2 separate regions of the Mus musculus genome follow, and region 2 is linked to region 1. Evidence: chromatin contacts called from public HiCAR-type data. All regions are on one chromosome and are shown on one strand. Each heading gives the region's core, a stretch centred on a gene start, on an enhancer-like site or on the middle of the called end of the contact. The rest is flanking DNA. Distances are from core to core; before and after follow the strand shown. Region 1 holds the start of Cox6c (cytochrome c oxidase subunit 6C). Region 2 holds the start of Ankrd46 (ankyrin repeat domain 46).

The links. HiCAR-type assays count read pairs that join an accessible place to other places.
Region 2: a contact with region 1 is called in a HiCAR-type map of astrocytes, with 2.7 times the contacts expected there. The contact joins the promoter of Ankrd46 here to the promoter of Cox6c in region 1. A contact is called at or near these places in 4 of 39 promoter capture datasets (the 3T3-L1 cell line, hippocampal neurons, liver and 1 more), 1 of 484 Hi-C or Micro-C datasets (granulocyte-monocyte progenitors), 1 of 115 datasets of contacts at active chromatin or transcription factors (astrocytes) and 1 of 9 other capture datasets (adipose tissue).

What each region holds. Positions count from the first base shown.
Region 1 is chr15:35,934,291-35,939,975 of GRCm38.p6, forward strand. It overlaps Cox6c (cytochrome c oxidase subunit 6C), which reads right to left and starts at 3,956. Exons shown (of 4, transcript NM_053071.2): 1 at 3,835-3,956; 2 at 2,865-2,994; 3 at 995-1,123. The coding sequence starts at 2,981. The coding sequence ends at 1,010.
Region 2 is chr15:36,494,713-36,500,856 of GRCm38.p6, forward strand. Ankrd46 (ankyrin repeat domain 46) reads right to left here and starts at 2,079. Exons shown (of 5, transcript NM_175134.4): 1 at 2,015-2,079; 2 at 1,165-1,281.

The sequences.
Region 1 (5,685 bases), core at 2,706-5,205:
CAGATGGGAGACCTGGAAAGGGGATAACATTTGAAATGTAAATAAATAAAATATCCACTAAAAGGGAAAAAACAAAGATAAAAAAATCTACACACACACACACACACATATATATACATGTATATACACATATATATGAGTACATGTATGTATGTATATAGAATAAGATGTAGTCGATTGTAGAATGCTTTCCAAGTATGCACAATACTCCAGGTTCAATTCCCAGAAACAACATACAATGGAGTATTTTCAGCCTTAAAAAAAGGAGGGAATTACTGACATGTAAAATGTACCCCCACCCAGCCCTTAAACAGGCTGAGCAGTTGACTGCTATCACCAGGAGATCATCGGGGGTGGAGCCTGCCACCCTATCCTTCTGCCACTCCCACTGCTACTACCGCCACCTAGCTGTTCCAGAGTACACACGTGGTCACCTACAGCTGGACTCTGAAGATGATTTGGCGGGAATGGGCCCCTCCCCCTTCCTTATAACCTCAGTTTCTGAATATTAAAATTGATCAGAATCTCTTGACTTAGCTCCATCAAGCCGCCTACATTCCCTCTTTTCTTCCAGATTTCAAGATGCTTTCCAGGCTCGAACCCGGACATGTGAGCCGCTGGCCGGCCTCAACAGTAAAACACTGTACTAACTGAAATAACTGACAAAGGGCCAGCAAGGCGACTAGATGGGTAAAAGCACTCACCGCCTTAATCTGCCAACCCAAGTTTGTTCCCTGGAACAAACCCATATAATGGGTGGAAAGAAAAGCAATTCCAAAGTTTTTCTGACATGTATCCCATGCATAGAAGGAGAAAAAGGGGAAGAAGAAAAGCAAATAATGTAGTTTAATTCATAAAAAGAACTACTTGTCAGTCTGGAAGAAAAGCATGGCGGCTCTTTCCTAGACAGTAGCAGTTTTATAAGAACTGTACAGTTAAGATAATTCACTAGTTAAACATTTCTTAGACACAACTAAAAAGTAACTGTAATTACCTTTGCATTCTGAAATCACTTGGCACTCTGAAAGATACCAGCCTTCCTCATCTCTTCGAAATCTTTCATGGAATCATAATTTCTGTAGAATTCTGCATACGCCTTCTTTCTTGGCTCAGCCACGCCAAACTAAAAGGTAGCATAGCCCGTTACAGAACTTTCTTTTCAGATTATTAGAAATGCATAAAAACAAAATAAACTAAGAAGATACTTGTACTCAGTCTTTACTGAGCCCTCTTATTTCCTAGACAAGGAGGGGGGACACCATGAAAGGAAGAGTCTTGTGGCAACTATACAGCAAAAAGCTCCCTACTACCCTAGAGACAGACAACCCTATTCTGGGGTAGGGTTGTAGTCCACATTTGTGTATGTGTTTGGTAGAAAGAGTGTTAAGTTGGGGCTGGAGAGATGGCTCAGTGGTTAAGAGCACTAACTCTTCTTCCAGAGGTCCTGAGTTCAATTCCCAGTAACCACATGGTGGCTCACAACCATCAGTAATGAGATCTGATGCCCTCTTCTGGTGTGTTTGAAGAGAACATAAGAAACCCTGCCGTCGTCGTCCCCCCCAAAAAGTTAAAGATAGTACAAAATAAACTAATAGCCTTCCTTCTAGCAAACCATAAATATTGCCAGTCGAAATGTTAACATGGTAACATATCCCGGCTCAACTTAAGCAGACTGTGAATTTTAAAGAAGTTTAAAGCAAATTTAAAAGATATAAGAAAATGCCAGAAAGTTATAGGGAATTTACACTTAAACAAGAACTGAGTCATTTTGCAAATTAGGGAATGGAATCCAAAATGATGGCTGATTACTTGAAAGGAAGGCCTTTATTAATAAAACTGCTAACACAAAGAAAAAGATCAGGAAGAGCTATGTTCATGTGGCTGTGTCTTACATACAGAATGGTCAGCACAGAGGGAAGGAATGGTATTTGAGAGACCAGGTGGAGTTAAAGCAATAGATCAAAGGTTAAGCAATAGCCACAGCTACGGCTGGCATTTGGTGATCCAAATCCACGTCTGGAATATAAAACACGGTTTAGCTCATCTTCCCAGGTTCACTCATCGTGCACAGAACACAGTACACCTGTGCGTACTAGTCCACAGGTGAGGGGCTACAGAAATGCACAGAATCCTGCTATCTAATGAAGCAACACAGAAGTAAATTTACTGTTCCTCCTCCTTTTCAAATCCCAATGTCATCCAATAAAAGAACCAAAGGGAGGTTCCTCAGTGCCACTCTCTAAAGTCTGTTGAAGCCCACACTATATATAATAGTTAAGTTAGCATCTACATGACAGGGCTAAATGATGTTCAGACAGCTAGAGTTTTATGAGGCTGGTTTTGGAAGAAACTTGGCCAACAGTGATCCACTTCAGAGTGTAAACAGGTCACCCAATGCATAAAAGGACCAAATAAAAAAAGGTTAACCCCAAGACACATTTTCAATCTTCTTGAGCTAGGTACACCCATCTTCTTTTCCCAACAGACACCAAACCTCCTAGACTTCCAACCCTGGGACTTGTACCAGGACACTGGGATAAGCAGTTAAAACTGCTAACACTTTCCCCTCAAGGCTTCTGTATTGGGTAGTATACCAACATTCCCTTGGTGCTCAGATCTCCAGACTTAGAGTAAATTATAACATCAGATTTCTTGGTTGTCAGCTTTACCTTGATACCTGGGAAGAGGGAACCTGTAATGACTGTGGCGCATTTTCATTTGAAGATAGGGTTTCTGTTACGTTGAAGCCTTTGGAAGGTAAATGAGGGAAATATCTTGAAGATAGAGTTTCTTTTTTAAACAGCTCTTAACTAGGTTTAAAAAATAATGTTTTAAACGAACAGCTTGTGACCTAAAGCACATACCTTATAGGCAGCGGCAACTCCCAGGGCCACAATGAATGCGCCAGCAATATGAACCCGCAGACGCTTGGCCAGAAGACCACGCATCTGTGGTTTGGGCAACAGCGCACCGGAACTCATGGTAGCCAATGTCCTTTGCGAGTAAAACAAGGAGGGGAAAAAAAAAAGGCTTGTAACAGGTTAAGTGATTGAATGAACTCTACATGCACAACGTAGTTTAGTATCTACAATCGCGGCCTAACCCCTCCTGCAAGGTCAATGACTTTGGCAACTTCATCTTTGCCCGCTCCTCTCCTACGCATTTCCACTACCCGCAACAAGGCGGTAACCAGCAACAAACCGATGAGCAAAAACCATGACAAAAGTGTCCCCCATCCACAGAAAGGCAGATGCGACCTAGCTGTTGCCTTTTCAGAATTCACCCTTAGGAAGAAAAGCCTTCGGGGAGAACTCAGGTCACTGAAGCTGTGGGACTAGAGCCCAGCAAGCGCCCCGAGGGCCGGTGGAGCAGGCGCGACAGATCGGGGACCCTCCAGCTTCCCAATTCTACTCCCACACCAGGCCGACCACCGGGGCCCCTCGGTGCCTGAGTCCCCTCCAAGGTCGCACCCCTTATCCAACTGGAGCACCAGCCCCCGCAGGTCAAACGACCCAATCAAGGTCAACCTGGCCGCGGCAAAATACAAGGGGAAACGGGCCCGGCCGGCCACCAGCGAGACCCTGAGGCTCCGCAGAGCTCCTCCGGAGCCCTAAGAGCGCACGCGGGGAGATGGCGGGGCCGCCCGAGTTCAGGCCGGTCAGGCCCGCAGCCTCCTGAGGACGCGGCGGGGGCAACGCGCCCACGAGGAAGGCAGGCCCGAGGCTCCACTGGGCTGTGACGTGCAAGACATCCTAGTTCGCCGCCCCCACGAGAAGCCGAGAAACCCGCAGTTGTCAAACCCCAGAATCTCCTCTCTCTCTCCACCATTCTCACCTCTACACCAACGTCCTTCCCGGTTCTCGGAGAAACGGAGAGCCTTCCAGCAGCACGCATGCGCAAGAGTCGATGGAGGACCCGGCGACGGTGGCCTAAGGAGTCCAAAAGTATTCAAGCGCGCATCCAGCCGGTCACAGCTGAAATTTATGCCAGTTACACTATGTCTTTTTTTTTTTTTTTTTTCCCTAAACAGGACCTTGAAAACGAGTCCTGACTACCTACAAAGGTTTCTTCAGTAAATTACAAATATTAATCTTGTCCGGTGTTGTGAACTTATTAAGGAATTCGTATATATTTCACATGTGGGGAAAAAATAATATACTCTATAAAGGCACTACATCATCTGAGAGCTTTTTTTTTCTAAATGCCCAACCTTGAGAAAAGGCATATCTTGGGGGACATGACATTTGTGTCAAAGGATTGCCCAAACCACATGAATAAGCATTTTCATTACAACTACCTCGGCACAATAAACGCTTGGTTTTTGGCAAAGAGCGAGAAAGGCCAATTTCAGAGTTTAACATGTAATTTTAGAACCGATGCTGTGGAACAAACTAGAGATGTGATCCCACTCCACTGCCAGACTCAATGATCTGCTTAACAAATCGTAATGGGTATTTGTGTCGGGTTCTTAATAAAAAATAACGTGTGAACGGGAACAACAGGGATGTTTTTGGAAAGCCGACTAAAGATGACTTTTCGTGCCTTGGGACGTTTATCTTACTTCAGTGACATCAACTAGATTCACAGGTGTTACTTAAGTCAGCTGAGTAAGCCTACTTTATATATATGCAGGGTTTGAGAGGGCTTAGGAACCCTGCTTGAGCAGTGACACATGCACCATCACACTATATGGAGAATAACTGAAGGTGTGAAACCACTGAACTGAACCCATGGTTACAAAGAAAGGTTCACGGGATCAGAGTACCAGGGCTACGGTTAATCCCACCCGGTGAGAATAGTGAAAACGGCTACTGTAAGTTTTGAACCAAATTTAAAACAAGCTTTATTAAGCATTGGCCAGTTCAGTGGACACTGTCAGGTGCATACCTAGGAATCCCAAAATACATCGCCACATTACAACTCAGTCAGAGGCTTATAAAGGCAACCCCCAAAGGGTCAGTACTTCCCACCTTCGTCCAATCAGGGGCACGCTTAGATCCCAATGTATTTCCTTATGAACCTCCAGCCTACCTCCACCTGTGTGTGATCAAGCTTATCCTGTAAAGTTGGGGCAAGTGAGGTTGTTTACAGAAGAGAAAACACCATAGTTCACTATCTTACATAAGTAACAGCCCCCAGCACTCCAGAGATTATCTGCCCTTGGGCAAGTGAGGCTTACAGGTTAGAGGCATGTTTGATTGATAGATCTCTTAAGCCCAGTAATTTAAACTTAGAATACAACTTTAGCCTTCAAGCAGATTTTATATGACAGTGAACAGTCTGAGCGTTCTTTGAACTGATACAATGTAGGGGAATTTTAATCCAGCAACAAGGAGACTGAGACGTATATGATCCAGCCAAATGTAGACACCCTAGATTACAGTATGATTTGGCTGGAAAAAAACAGACTCGCCCTTAGTGAACACCTTTAGTCCCTAACAATGAAGGTAAGGTTCTGCTGTGCCAGGAATCATTCATGAACCCCCAAAAGACCACCAAGGAGCTGATTCCGATGCAATTACATTAAGGTCCCTTTATTCAAGCTTGAGCTTGGGCTATACATACCACCTTCTCTGATGCAGGAGAATGGGAGGGGGCCCAAAGCCCAGTTTCAGGCAAGCATTTATAGAGGCAAAAGGGGGGGGGTTTATCTAGCTTGGTACACACCTGGCTAGGGGGCCATTA
Region 2 (6,144 bases), core at 829-3,328, 560 kb after region 1:
TTATTTCCACTTTTAAGCAGATCACTTTATTATCCCCATCTTCCTGCAGGGGACATTAACTCCATTAGATCAAGGACTTAGGTTACCCCTGGTTCTTAGAATTGCCCCACCATGAAAATCAGGCTGTGGGTCAGCTGTATGAACCCTGGCAACGCAACTCTTTATGGGGTGGGAGGGGCAGTATGAGCCAGGGTTTCTCTGTGTAACAGCTCTGGCTGTCCTCTATGTAGACCAGGCTAGCCTCTAAGTTTCAGAGATCTGCCTGCCTCTACCTCCCTCGTACTAGGATTAAAGGCTTGTGCTGACACATCTCATGCAGCTCTGGACAACACAACTCTTAAATCCTAATGAATTAAATCCTAGTGTATGAAATCCTAACACATTAAATCCTAATACAGCTAAGCAAATTGGGACTCGGTGGTGGTTAGCTTTGGTTGTCAGAAGGAGAAAGCCCCGGGAAGGGAGTGTCAGAGGAAGTGTCTAGGTTAGGTTGGCCTATGGACACGCCTACGGGGGATTTGTGACCTGCAAAGCTGCAATCCGACTAGCTGCCTCAAGTCCCTGTCACCATCACTTCTCCATGGTGACAGACTGGAGTCCTCTGTCTTTGTCTCCGCAATAGTAAAGGAACTTAGTTAGACTCTAACGCCCCAGTCTCTGGGACTGGGAAATCACATCCCCAGTCTCACAGTGCAAACCCTTGATCCTGCAGTCACTAGCTCAGTTTGCTTACAGGTTGTGCTGTGTATCCTTCGTTCCTCACCACGTAGCAGTTCTCTCCCACGTCTCTCTGGTATCCTGTGAGACACTAGCTTCTTGTAGGAGTCGGGGAATCTTTCTGCTTGGCAGAATGCTATGTGTGCAAGGTACACTCACTAGAACTGCTGTGAAAATACAACTAACCAACACACAGCTAATGTGGATAGACAATCACAGACGCACTCCTCCATCAAATCAACCTATGCTGAAACAGTAAGAATCCAGGACATTTAACTTTATTATCACTACAAGGCTTAAAGAACAAATGCATTTCTCATTAAACTCCCTTGAAACTAAAAGGACAGTGGCACAGGCTCTTGCATACTCCATAAGCATAAGTCTAAGAGAAACCAGTTCAGGCTACGAATTCTATCAATAAACAAAAATCTTAAGGAACACTACTACCTTTGCAAGGTAAAGGGATGCTGGCGTGAAGTCTTGGGCGTCTCCGGTCCCACTTAGTCTGCCAACTGTCTGGGCTTGGACAGGTTGACTTAAGACTCTGTGCCTCAGCTTCTTTATCTGCAAATCAGAGATGGTACTTGTCAGGGTTGTTGCAAAGATTTTAAAAAGGACCATTAGGCACAATATCTGACATGAAGATAGCCAGCTGTTACTGTAACATGAAAAATCACCACACCACTGATGGCACCTTGGGAAGCGCCTAAGTACTAATGCCACGTTCTGAAGAGTGGGCAGTGTTATTTACTCTTCAATAACACACACTTATTACATTCCGCAGCCAATTCTAGAGTCTGTGGAACGCTGTTAAAATAAATGTCTTCTCCCTAAGACGGTTGTTGGGAAATCCGGAGAGGAAGCAACTGCGTTTTAACGACGCGTGTCAAGTGTGAAAGTTCATGATCACCTGAGGCCTAAGCGCAAAGTGTGCAAATCTTTTCTCTCCGCGGATACCCTGGGCAGTGTGACAGTCCGGACAGATCACACGCACCTCCACAGCGCCCACGCACGCCCGGGCTTCGGTCTCCTCGTGAACCGCTAAGGTGTTGACAATTCCTAGCTATGCTTTGAATCCCTGCCTGGGAAGGACGCCGCCATCGGGCTGGGGCGTGGGCTGCCTGAGACCCGCGAATACCCGCGGGCATCATCCGCGCAAGCTCCCAGGCCTGACCCGGGCCCTCCTGCCAGCATCGCCCGCGCGGAAGCCGCTCGGACCCGCGCCGGGCTCCACGGCCCTCAGAGGAGCTGTCACCGGCTCCCGCCCAGCTGCTGCCCACGGCCCCGGCCCTGGTACCTGCGCCCGCGGCAGCAGTGATGGCAGCAGCTCCTCCTCTCCAGCGGCGACAGGCGGGGCGCGGACGACCACAGAGGTGGAGCTCGCGAGGGCAGAGCGGCCTCGCACCCCGCGGCGGCGCGCCCCCTGCAGGCGGGAGGCTCTCATGGCGGTTCGGCCTCTAGCCAGCATCGCGCACATTCACCCCTTTTAAAAAACATACATCCCATTCCCTCAACTAAGTAGAAATTTAAAAGGCAGAAACAAATATATTAAGTGCCACGCGCATTAATTTATTAGTTTAGGGCTGCAGGGGAGGTGTTTAAAATCTGAATCCACAAGTTAGCAAATAATGGCTGACAAGTCTACTCTAAGCTATAATCCTGCCGAGTTATTATTCAGAGTGAATGCTTACACCCACTTATAAGGGTTCCTTGACTTATCATGACATGTGAAAATGATGATACACCCATATATGGAACATTCTTTCACAGAGCTTCTCTCTCTCTCTCTATCTCTCTCTCTCTCTCTCAACTCCAGTCATATAGCCAAGGTGACTTCTTTTAAACACTGTTCTACAAATTCTAGTATCATCCAACCCACCAGATGACCCTGTAGGGTGTTGTCTGTTCAAGAATTACATCTAAGTCGTCCTCCCGCCCCCAGCCCCCGGCAATGTCAAATAGATGTATAGGAGTATTGCCTGGCTTAAGGAAACCTCATATTCCTTTCATTTAAGGATTATAAGAAGGCTGGAGAGATAGCTCAGTTGGTAAAGGACCTGCATTGCAAGCATAAGGTCCTGAAGTCACCCCAGAACCCACATAAAAAGCCAAGCATGCTGGCATGTGGTAATCCAAGTTCTGGCTAGTAGGAGATAGCTGGGTCTCAGTGGTCCCCCTGACCAGTCTGCCAGCCTGGGCTATTCATGGGCTTTAATGAGAGTCCTCTCAAAAAAAAATCAAGATGATTGGCTCTTAAGGTATGTCACCTGAGGCTGACCTCTGGTCTCCATGTGCAAGTGCATGTTAAGTGTTTGCACACTCATGTTTGTGAATGCATGGGCCTGTGCACATATACACACACAGGCCACACACCAGGGCAGGGTGAGCTCAGCCATCCCCAGGGCTGCCAATCATCTTTAGCTATTTAACATTTACTTGTGCAGTGACTGACTATAAATATTCTGTAAATTGGGGATACATTAATCAATTTGTCAGTGGCTAAGTCCATAATATCTTCATATATGCCCATGCACTGTGCCAAATCATTGGGTAATTTAAATGATAATTCTATTCTTACAATTTATTCTTCCCCGGTTGGTGTATCAAACAACTTGAGAGTTTATTGATTGTATTCTAATTTATCTTTTCTTCTTCACGAATTATGGCTTCTGATCAATGGGGAAAATGTAAGGACTGTGAAGGCAGCTTTTTTTCTTCCTCTGAGGAGATTAAGGAAATGGACTGTGAGTTGCCTGTGCTCTCTGAATCCTTGTCCCCATGTCTGCGGACTTGACACAGTGAAGACTGAACATCTTCATAGATGATACTTTTATATCCCAGCAATATCTTGATACTTAATGGGAGTGACCATAAATCAAAGATTATATTTAGTCATTTTACATGCCAGGAAGGCGCACAGTGTTATCACCCTGCTAAAATCCAAGTGCTACATTGCTTTTCGAGGCTCTTCAGAAACTCCCTACCTTACTCAGCTTCTAAAGCCACCTCTGTCCCCCTGCTGTGGCCATTCCTCCATTCGATGCCTTTTCTCTTCCCTGGATTTCGCCTCCATGCCAGAATCTTCTCAGACTTTCTCTCACATCTTATCACACTCCTGTGCTTTGTGGGAGACTCTTAGATGCTCTAGAATGATCTCCTCATCTCAGGACCCTCGTTTGGATGATCACTCTCGAAAAGTCCCCTTTCCCTGGAGTGACACTATCTACATGGCGTCTAGAGTCACCCAGGAGGTGCCCTGGGTGGGCCTGGAGAGCATTATCTTGGTTACATTAACTGAACTAGGAAGACCCATCCTTTTCGGGCAACACCATTCCCTGGCTGTGACCTTGGCCTGTGTCCACAGAGAAGGGAACTGAGCAGAAGCAGGCACCCGTTGCTGTCCACTTCCTGACTGTGGATGCACTCTGACCAGCTGTCTCAAGCGTTTATGGCCACAGCTTCTCTGAAGAGATGGACTGTGCCCTGAACTATGAGCCAAAACTAAGCTTTTCATTCCACAAGCTTTCTTTGTCACCTTTCTTTATCACAGAAACAGAGAAAGAAACTAAGACACTACGCAGAGCTGCATGTGTGTAGGTTCTGGAGACTGTGGGGAAGCGGACATTTAAAGGCTGCCATCTGTGTCTGATCTTAGACTTTAATCAGGAAAACGTCCCTCTGTGTATTCGTCACCACAGATACATTTGGTTGCAAGTTCCAACTGGGATAAGATAATGGAATAAAGGAGCCTTTTCCATTGAGGAAAAGACAGCAGTGATGTGTTTGGATAAATGTTTATTCTGAGACTCCATATTTATTCTTCGGAGTTAGAGGGCACCACGTGTATGGCTCCTGTGGTGATAGCGAAGGATCGATCTGTGTTACAGAGTCCCACGTTTACCCTTGAATTCTCAGCACCTCCACAAGAGGATGGGCACGTGGGCTGCATTGGGGATTATTTGCTTAGTGGGTCTCCACCGAGTGGCACAGTGGAATCACCCCAGGAACTTTAAAATCACCTGCGCCCAGTCAAGACCGATTCAAAGTTGTACAAGAGCGGAGTGTGGGCGGCTGTGTTTCTGCTGCTCCAGGAATCCGAATGTGTAACAGGGCTGGGTGGAGAAGGCCGAGTTAGATCCAAGCAAGGCGAGGACAGAAGATTGCTCAGAGCAGGAAATGAAAGTCTAGGTTGTGCTGATTAAGCCTTCCTACATGGTCTCAGAAAATGCAGAAGACTTTTAAAAATACAAATGGGGACCCTAGTCTGAAGAATACAATCCTCTAGTCAGAACCAGTTCTCTGTGCAGAAAGAGATGTGTTCAGAATGCTGAAGTGTTTTTTAAAAAACACTCAGGACTTGTAAAGAAAGAGGTCCCTCCTAATGCAGGGTTAACAGTGCATGCCTTTAATCCCAGCTCTCAGGAGGCAAAGGCTGAAGGGCCTCTGTGAGTTTGATGCCAGCCTGGTCTACAGAGTTGTATGACAGCCAAGGCTACATGAAGAGACCCTGCAGTCGTGTTCCAGGTCTTTTTTTGTTTGTTTCTTGTAGTACTATATATTGACCAGGAGAGGGCGATATGCTCCTGAAAAGCGTGGCTCCCACAAGTCTCAGGTCTGGTAACTAACAGTGAAATAGGTGCAAAGGTCCCTGGGTTCTCAGACAGAACCACAGACTGAGCTGACCGAACGCCATACTATAGCATGTATTCATTGGCACTAGGCTGGATCAATCTCCATCCCCTAACAGTCTGAAACACTTAAACCCATATAAATATATGTGCCAGGCAACATCAGTTTTCTTTTTCAAAACTGAGGAAAAATTCAAAGCCAAGAACTAACACAAGAACATTTTCTTCCAAGAACCAACACAACTAGAAAGTGTCGCAAGCCAAACTTTCAAAATAAGAGTTCTTTTCCTTGTTAATTACAAAATAAACATCTTGCAACTTGATTTTGTGTGTGTGTGTGTGTGTGTGTGTGTGTGTGTGTGTGTGTTTGTTTGTTTTAATTAAGAACGATGAAGCCGAAAGCCTGGAAAGGAGATGGTTGTTTTTCTTTGCCATGCCAGAAGCACCGAGAGCCACCCAAAGCCATCCCGGCTTTCACTCAGAGGAAATGAGCACTCCACAGAAACACAGATAGTGTCCAGCAGTAATTTCCTTCCCTCCCACAGTTGCTCAACAGCCAACACCCTGCAAACCCTGCTCAGGGGACTGTGCTGCCAGGCTGTGGGAGTGCAGAACTACTGTGCGTGTTGATCAGATAAAGGGTTTGTTCTGGGAGCTGCCTTATGCAACTGTACCAGCTGCTCAGGGATGGTTTAGAAAGGAGTGTTGGAGGATCAATAACCAACAACTGGCTGCCAAAAGTTCTTTTGCCACCAAACCTGCTGGCCTGAGTTTATTCCCCGATGCTTGTTAAGTCTGG